Linked DNA regions of Sus scrofa: region 1 is linked to region 2. Evidence: chromatin contacts called from public Hi-C data. All regions are on one chromosome and are shown on one strand. Each heading gives the region's core, a stretch centred on a gene start, on an enhancer-like site or on the middle of the called end of the contact. The rest is flanking DNA. Distances are from core to core; before and after follow the strand shown. Region 1 overlaps LOC110255736. Region 2 overlaps LOC110255632 (a long non-coding RNA gene).

Region 1 (4,659 bases), core at 584-3,083, 510 kb before region 2:
AACCCAACTAGCATCCATGAGGACACAGGTTCGATCCCTGGCCTCGCACAGTGGGTTAAGGATCTGGCATTGCCGCAAGCTGTGGTGTAGGCTGCAGACATGGTTCGTATCCTGCATTGCTGTGGCTGTGGTATAGGCTGGCAGCTACAGCTCTGATTGGACTCCTAGGCCTGGGAACCTCCGTATGCTATGGGTGGGGCCCTAAAAGACCAAAAAAAAAAAAAAAGAAAGAAAGAAAAAATTGTTTGTGGGAGTTCCCATTGTGGCTCAAGGGGTTAAGAACCAACTAGTATCATGAAGATGTGGGTTTGATCCCTGGCCTCTCTCAGTGGGTTAAGGATCCGGCACTGCCACAAAGTGTGGCATAGGTTGCAGATGCCGCTTGGATCCTGCAAGGCTGTGGCTGCATTGCCACGAGCTGTGGTGTAGGTTTCAGACACAGCTTGGATCCTGCGTGGCTATCGCTGTGGCTGTGGCTGTGGTGTAGGCCAGCAGCTTTAGCTCCGATTGGACCCCCTAGCCTGGGAACCTCCATATGCTGTGGGTGTGGCCCTAAAAAGACAAAAACAAAAACCCAAACTTGCAACTTCTCTCTCTTTTTTTTTTTTTGTCTTTTTGTCTTTTGTCTTTTGTCTTTTGTCTTTTGTTGTTGTTGTTGCTATTTCTTGGGCCGCTCCCACGGCTCAACTTCTCTCAAAGTTTTGACATCTTCCCCTAGTCTAGCTGGTTCTGTTACAGATGGGCCTGTTTCCCTTTGAAAAGGAAATATGTGTACGTGTGTGTGTGTGTTTGGTGTGCGTGATGTGTATGATGTGTGTGCATGTGGTATGTTGTGTGTTTTGTGTGATGTGTGTATGGTGTGTGGTATGTGTATGTGTGTTGTGTGATGTATGTGTGCGTGATGTGATATGTGTGTATGTGTGGTGTGTGTATGTGTGGTGTGTGTGGTGTGTGCTCTTCTCCAGGTAGTTCCTCAAGATCCCTTTCCACTTGGAGACTCGCCTTTCCATGGTCTTGGGCTCGGGTGTGAGGCCAGTCAACTGATCGGCCTAGAAAAGTAGTCAGTGTGCCATCCAGCTTCAGGCAGGGCCTCTGTCTGCCCGGCCAGCATTTGTCACCACAGTGTGACAGTGTCCAGTGGTATCAAGGGGAACAGGACGTGTGAGCCAATGTCAGCCTTGGCGGGGGTGGCAGGGCAGGGGGGCTGTGGGTCTGCTTTTAGATCCTTGGAATGCTCTTGGGAAAAAAATGTTTAGCCACAATTAGGGTCAGACAAGCAGGGCTCTTTGCCAATAGCAACCCTTTGCTTTCCTGTAAACAATTGTGAGGCAGCTCCTATTTTAACGGAATCACCCACTTGGCAACTGGGTAACAACAGTAAACCGATTGTTGCTGGCTTCTGTCGCTGTCAAAAAAAAAATTATTCCCCAAGTCTTCTGAGCTTTTTGCTTTATTAAGAAACCTGATCAATGTAGTTGGGTTGGTGTGTGGTCCGTCTGGGTTTATAGCCTGCCTGCTAACTCTACCACGAGGGGGTCACAGTGTAAAAACGTCTGGCTCCTTTTGCTGTGATTGGAGAAACCCCACGCGAACGGGAAGCCCACGGTTTCCTGGCGGGTCTCCCATGGCGGGGGCGGCGGCTGTCCCTGCCCTCGGCTGTGGCTCCTTCTGTCCTTCTCCGAGCCGCCCAGGCCTCTGCTCATGTGTGCAACCTTTTCAGAGGCCTGTTGACAGCTTGGAAAATAAAGCAGGCGATGCAAAGAGGCACAGGCACGTCACAGCTATATGACCAGCAGGCGGGCCAGCCTCCTGGCCGAGGATGAGCCAGATCAGCTGTCCAGCCAGACAGGCCTCCTCCTGGCGGAGCTGGGCCCTGGGCACCTCAGCCGCCCGGTGCTGGGCCCTCTTTGTCCTCCTGCGATGCTCCCTGAGGGCCAGGGCCACCAAATGGCCCAGATGAACCAAAAAGCAAGACTGTGATGTGGGCCCTGGGTAGGGTCTTTCCTGAGGCCTGGTTCACTGCCCTTCACAGTAGAGGCCGGTGGGGGGTGGGAGGCAGAGCCTGGGGCTGGAGGCCAACACAGGAAGGGCCACCAAACTAGGAGGGGACCCGCTGGGGACAGTGGAGACCCAGGAGGCCTTGCTGGCTTTGCTCAGGCTCAGGTCCTGTGCTTCTAGATACTGGGCGGTGTGGGGATAGGTTCAGACCGCGAGCCCTAGTCAGGGGGTCTGGGGCACTCACGGGGCGACAATGCTCACTGCCTGTGGGTGGCCCCCTTTCATCTCCTCTTTCTCTTATTTTCCTTCTTCTTTCTGCTTTTTATTGACACCAGCATGCAGAGTAATTATTCTCACTCTATAAAATAATTGTTCTTCTTCCTAAATGAGGTGAGGACTCTTATTTCTTTGGGCAAATATGTCAGGATCTCTCTGGGAGAAAAAAAGGAACAGAAGAGGTTCCTGGTTTGGGTACCAGTGTGCGGCCTGGAAAGACCCCAGACAGTGAAAGGGGCCTTGAGCACCTCGCCACCGCCGCTCCCATGTAAGGAGCGCTCACGGTGATCTTGCCCTAAAAACGTGCTGACCTGTTCAGGAACCTGTGTCTCTGGGGCCCGCCTGTGCCTTGGCATCCCCTCTGCCCCATCCCTGCCCTCGTGCTGCAGAGTGTGGCCATCAGGTCCAGTGTGATCAAGCCCCCTTCTAGGCTGGACTCGAGAGGTTACATAAATGAGATGGCGGCCTCTGCTTCTGCCCAGAGAGCTGTTTACAAACACGCTCTCCCCTCTAACCAGACTGAGAGGTGGCACTGGCATCACGAACCTTGAGGTTCGTCACCATGACGTGGATTGTCCAGTGACCCTGAAGACCTGCTGAGGTCAGAAAACAGGAATGGAAGATGGTCTCCTCGAGAGCAGAAGGCTGGGAGTCTCTCAGGGGCTACGACAGAACCTCCTGTCTTTAGATGACTTAATGGGTGGAGGGGATTCAGCGTACATTGCTGAAAATCTAGAAAGTATCACAAATGAAGGCAAAGACCACCTCCGTGAGGACACCTGAGAGCCTGCCCTTCTCCCTAGATGCTCTTTGACTCGGTCGAACCAGGCCATAAGACGCCTCTCGAGCCTCCTGTACCTCCTCTTTTGTACCAACGGGTCCCCTTCCGGGAACACGCTTCTCACAGCACCCATCACAGCCAGCGTTTCTTGAGCTATTGCTTTGGGACAATGCGCTAAAGACGAGCGTCACGTGAACTGTCTCGCCTCATCCTCACAACCACATTGTGAAGCAGGTGATCTCATGTCTGCATCGTACAGCGCTGGACGCTAAGAGTGTAAAGACGCGAGGAACGTCTCCAAGGTTGCACTGGTAGTACGAGGTGGCGTGGGCTTGCATCTGGGGAAGCCTGTGTCCTTAACCCTGAAATGGGCCAGTAGAGAGAAGAATCTTTTTTTGGTCACATCCTGGGCATGTGGAAACTCCCAGGTCAGGGACTGAATCTGAGCTGCAGCGGTGACGCACCAAAGGATCAGTAGTAATGCCAGATCCTTCAACCCACTGTGCCAGGCAGGGAATAGAACCCGTACCTCCACAGTGACCAGAACCACTGCCGTCAGATTGCTGTGTTATTTTTTTTTTTTTTATGGCTGCGCTTGTAGCGTGTGAAGTTCCCAGGCTAAGGGTTGAATCTAGAGCTGCAGCTGCAATCTACGCTGCAGCTTGTGGACACCCAATCCTTACCCCACTGAGCGAGGCCAGGGATGGAACCTGAATCCTCACGGACGCAGTGTCGGGCCCTCAACCTGTTGAGCCACAGTGGGGACTCCAAAAGAGAAATCCTCTAAGGACCAGTTTGAATGCAAGAGACTTTCTTCCTCCACGATCAAGCGCTCCCTTGCTGGTGGCTCCAGCGTCCAGCGTAACGTGCCATGCTGCCCCCAGGCCATCTGTGTCCCCATGTGCATCTTCCTCAGGCTCTACATCACCACACCACGTGTCCCACATGTGCCTTTAGGGATCCACAAGTGTCCCAACAGACTGGACTCCTATATAAGCAAGTTAAGTTAAAAAAGAATAAGGTGATAGTTGATGCGGGTTCTGCTTTGTACACACATGATTTCCCATTATCCCTACAATCCTCCTGAGAAATCAGACTCAGGAAGGGCAATAACTTGCCTGAAGTCACGGAGGTAGAGGGACACGGTGAAGCGCCAGCTGCCAAATGGTCAGACCCCAAAGGTCTTGTACTGCAGGACCTTCCTTCCAAGCCCTGGGTGTGTGGGCAGGGAGGCCACATCAGGGTTGGATGAGACTTGGAGGTATCTTCTCATGAGCGGGGTTTCTGTGTAAGTCACACCAAGTGATGTCACACCAAAGCATCGTTGGTGGCAACAGCTCCAGCCCAGAAGAAGCTAATGGAGCCCACAGCCCCAAAGGCAGTCTAGTTGCTGCTCCTGAAAGATGAAATCTAGCAACACCCCCCACCCCCTTGATCCTCAGCAGCTATCAAATGCATGAAGCATCATATGTCATCAGATGTGTCACTCTGCGCAATTAAAACTAGGTTCTGCTATTCCTGGGAAACGTATTTTTAGTTTAAGCTGGGGTGTAAGGAGATCTCTAAAAATAACACCGTGAAAGGTGAGGCTAAGTGTAGGGGCC
Region 2 (4,297 bases), core at 1,771-4,270:
CTGTGTTTCGAGTTTAGTGCAGCTGGAGACACGCTGCGTGAGCTTGGCTGAAGGCCTCCCGCCAGACCTGGCTTGCCGCACAACCCAGCCAAAGAGGCAGCACAGCAGCCAGTTAGCCAACAGCTGTCTGTCAACAGAATAAACGCGGTGAATGGGCAACCAAGGTCTGTCTTCGCCCCACACGGTAAGCAGAACATAACGTTAACCTTTTCTGGTCTTACAGCTCCATGGGGTAACCTTCCATTTATTCTATCGGACTCTTTGATTTTTATTAGAGGAACTTGATGAAACTATCTTTGGCAAAATAGAGTGATCTCATCTTAATTGCCATAGAGAAGATCTGCCTTCCAGGTTGTCATAAGATAAGGCTAACATGAATCTGCTGTCAAGACTCTGGTTATGAGAAATGATTTTTTATCAAGAGATGCCTTAAAGTTATGCAGTTATTATAGAAGAGACTGTTTTAAGAGCATGAACCCCAAAATCTGTCTGTCTGGGTCAATTATCTTAGCTCCCTTCTTCCTAGCTTATGGTTTTGAACAAGTCACCTGCCCTCTGGTCTTCACTTTCTAGCTGGTTAATGGAAATAAGAGCTCTCACGTAAGGGACCTGCTTTGAGGATTAAATCATCCATGTAAAATGCTCAAAACAAGGCCTGGCATAAAGTAGGAGTTTAATAGATGTGGATTTTTGTTGTTAAATATTCTGAATTTTAACCAAACTGGAGGATCAAAAAGTTAGTAGTATCCACAGGGTTTTTTTGTTTTTTTTTTTTTGTTTTTCTTTTTTTTTTACAAATGATCTAAGGAAGAGGAAGTAACACTATCAAGTTCACACATTTTGTGTTTGACTAAATGAGGACTCAATTCTCAGCTGTTTGATTCCGAAGTCTTGGAATTTTTCATGAGCTTTACTGAAATGTACTCCCTGGAGGTCAGCTTTTACCGACGGGTTCATTGGCGTCACGCCAGCTCCCCACAAGAAAGACTACAGTGCGACCGGCTCATCGCGTCTGTGGTTGGAGCTATTGAAGGGATCCTGCCAGGGCCGTTGTCTAACCACATCACACAGCAGTTTATGTGTTCATGGGAGAAATTCCTGGGGAATCAGTTTTCGATAAAACTGTGCTCTTTCCGAATAAGTGGTTTGTTTTATTTTCCTTGCAGAGAACTGTGACTAATCACCATCTTTCTTTGTTTTGGCTGTTAAGAAGCTTGGAGTCAAACTTGTTGCCTTTTTCTGTTACTTCCATGTGCTAATCTTATTCTGGATTTAGGATATTCCTTTTCTTATTTCCCCCCGGCTCTCATTCCCTTGATAACATCATTGAACGGTGCATATTTTTTATTCACTTCCAGAGTGCTTTTTTTGAATAAAACAAAATGAGTGCATTAAAAATACCATTCAGTATATATTCACCTCGTTTCTTGGCTTTGGTCTTTGCAAGTCCTGTTGGGTCAGATGCTGTTATTTTCCCAGGCTTAGAAAAGCCCTGATGGAACATAGGAACACAATTACTCAGCGCTTCTTGACAACCAGGATGTTAATGATGGGGATTTAAACCACAATAATTTATGAAAGTAAAAAAAATTCACAACCAACCATATGCTAATTTATTTCCTATGTAAATGACTGGCTGCTAGAGGCAGAGAAACATCAAGGGCAGGGAGCAGAAGATGAAGCAATGGCATCAAGTTCTGAACAACTCCCTCTGTTCCTTCAAGGCTGGTTCGTGTTCCCGTTCCCTGAGCTCGCTGCTCCCCTTGCCTTTATTACACTGCCGTGTGGTACAGATGGCTTCTTGGTTGGTATTGCTTTCCAAAGGCCCACGATAGGGCCATGGTGATAGAGAGAGAGATGGCATAGATAATGCAGACTCAATACATGTTTCTGGAATGAATGACTCAAGGGAACAGAGGAAAAATATTCAACAGAGGGGAGTAGGTGGTAAACTTGGAGGGTTTCTGGGGGAGTGACATGTACATTGTGTTTATGAAGTAAAAACATGTACGCCAGACAAAGAAGACAGGGCAGGAAATAGTGGGTGCAAAGTACACAGCTGTAGAGAGCCTGTGAGCTGGGGGATTGCAAATATTTCAGTTTGTCTCCAGTGTGGGCTCAGAGGGACTAAAAGAGATGAACGTGGAATGTGAATTTTATCTTGCGCCCTAGAGAGAGTCGTTGATGAATTTGGGGTAGGGGAAGGGGCAGGGTGTGAGATGATCACATATGCGTTTTAGGGAGATTACTTTGACTCCAGTGAGGACCGTGGATTGATGGCAGACATTTAGGAGGCTATTATATCAATCCGGGAGAGAAATGATGAAGCTTTTAATTAATTAGGGAGTGGGAGTTATGATGGAGGGCTTAAGGTGGTAGAATCAACAGACTTCGTGATCAATTGCATAGGGAGGATGGTGGGAGAGGGAAGGTCTATGATGCGTCCCCGTGTTTCTTTGTTGGTTAACGGGATGGATGTTGGTGTCATTTTCCCAAATAAAAATTTTTTTAAAACAAGAAGGTGAGGGGAGGGTGATTAAGTGAACTTTGGACACATTGCACTTATGATGCCAAGAGTAAAGCTGAATAAAGCAGGCTTGTAGATGCAAGGATCGAGAGCTCCAGAGATTGACTTGGCTAGACACTGCATGACTTGGGAGGCATCTGTGCAGAGCAGGACTGCCGAAGGCCTGAGCAGGACAGTGTCCAAGAAGATTAGAAGAGGGTAAAGATAGAACACCGTGAGACATTGACCTTAGGAGATGAGCAGAGGAAAGAGGATCCAGTGACGAAAGCTAAGAAAAAAAGAGCGAGAGGGCAAAATTAGTGCAATCTCAAAGCCAAGGGTGAAAAAAAAATACCAAGAAATAACGAGAGTCTTGCATTTGCAGCAATTTGACAGACTAGATGTTCTGAATAGTCCTCCTTTTTTTTTCTCTTTTTGTCCCCAGTCCTCTCCAGGGCCGCACCCAGGGCATATGGAGGTTTCTAAGCTAAGGGTCTAATCAGAGCTATAGCTGCCGGCCCTACGCCAGAGCCATATCTGTGACCTACACCACAGCTCACGGCAACACTGGATCCCCAACCCACTGAGTGAGGCCAGGGATCGAACCCGCAACCTCATGGGTCCTAGTCAGATTAGTTAACCACTGAGCCATGACAGGAACTCCCTCCTTTTGAAAAAAAAAAAAAAATCTGGATATAATTTTTTAAAATATTTTCAGATAAATTGTTGAACTGCTAGTAAAGAATCCTCAGAAGCAAAAAGTGTAATGCAGGCATGGATCCAGTGTGGTGAGCTTGCATTTTCTCAGAAAAATATCTATTTTCTTCCTTTTTTCCCCCTTTTACGGCTGCACCTGAAGCATATGGAAGTTCCTTGGCTAGTGGCTGAATCGGAGCTGCAGGTGACACCATAGCCACAGCAACACCAGATCTGAGCTGCATCTGCAACCTATCCTGTAGCTTGCAGCAACACAGATCCTTAACCCCCTGAGCAAGGACAGGGATCAAATCCACATCCTCACAGAGACAGAACACAGCCACAACAGAAACTCGGAAAAATCCCTATTGAACTCTAGAGAGCTTGAGTTTTCATTTTGATAGCCAGGTGGGGTACACAAACTAGGAGACAATGAGATGAAGAGTCTAATGGGAGATGCTACAGAAATGTGAGGACCCTAGTGTAACAGAGACAAAAAAAAAAAAAAAAAAAAAATATATATATATATATATATATATATATATATCAGCCCGGCAGAGGAGAAAAACCAAGAGTCTTGCCTCGTTTGAGTTGCTTATCTTCAGTAAAAGAGGGAAAAAGATAATCACCTGAGGAAAAAAGTTTCTCCTAAGAATTCAGAATTGCCAAGTAGACCTTACCCTGAATATAAAATCATTGTTAAAATTAAAAAAAACCACAAAATACTACACCACACAGTAAACATCACACTGAAACAATAATCAACAGAAATAATAGAGATCTTCTGTCATTTTAACAAAGATTATATACTCTAAAATTACCAAGCCAAGAGTAACAACTAAAATGTTTTAGGTATTAAAGAAATAAAAGAGTGAATAAGATACAGTTAAAAAAAAAAGTCCCTACAGCCACTATGGAGAACAGTTTGGAGATACCTTAGAAATCTATACATAGAACTTCCATATGACCCCGCAATCCCACTCTTGGGCATCTATCCGGACAAAACTCTACTTAAAAGAGACACATGCACCCGCATGTTCATTGCAGCACTATTCACAATAGCCAGGACATGGAAACAACCTAAATGTCCATCGA

What was found. Hi-C and Micro-C count contacts between places; a contact is called where the count stands out from the background.
Region 1: a Hi-C map of skeletal muscle shows a contact between it and region 2, with 2.3 times the contacts expected there. The contact joins two enhancer-like sites. A contact is called at or near these places in 2 of 47 Hi-C or Micro-C datasets (epiblast stem cells and skeletal muscle) and 1 of 2 datasets of contacts at active chromatin or transcription factors (skeletal muscle).

The regions. Positions count from the first base shown.
Region 1 is chr10:11,112,760-11,117,418 of Sscrofa11.1, reverse strand. The region is part of intron 5 of LOC110255736; the gene reads left to right. Among named protein-coding and RNA genes, the nearest start is that of TRNAT-UGU, 200 kb to the left of the region's middle. Within about 2 kb of position 1,833, at least 14 of the 83 cell types and tissues checked have an H3K27ac peak or open chromatin away from gene starts, as enhancers often do. A contact at or near this core is called in skeletal muscle, where this site is marked.
Region 2 is chr10:10,605,779-10,610,075 of Sscrofa11.1, reverse strand. LOC110255632 (a long non-coding RNA gene) reads left to right here. Exons shown (of 2, transcript XR_002336202.1): 1 at 1-184. Among named protein-coding and RNA genes, the nearest start is that of DUSP10, 300 kb to the left of the region's middle. Within about 2 kb of position 3,020, at least 2 of the 83 cell types and tissues checked have an H3K27ac peak or open chromatin away from gene starts, as enhancers often do. A contact at or near this core is called in skeletal muscle, where this site is marked.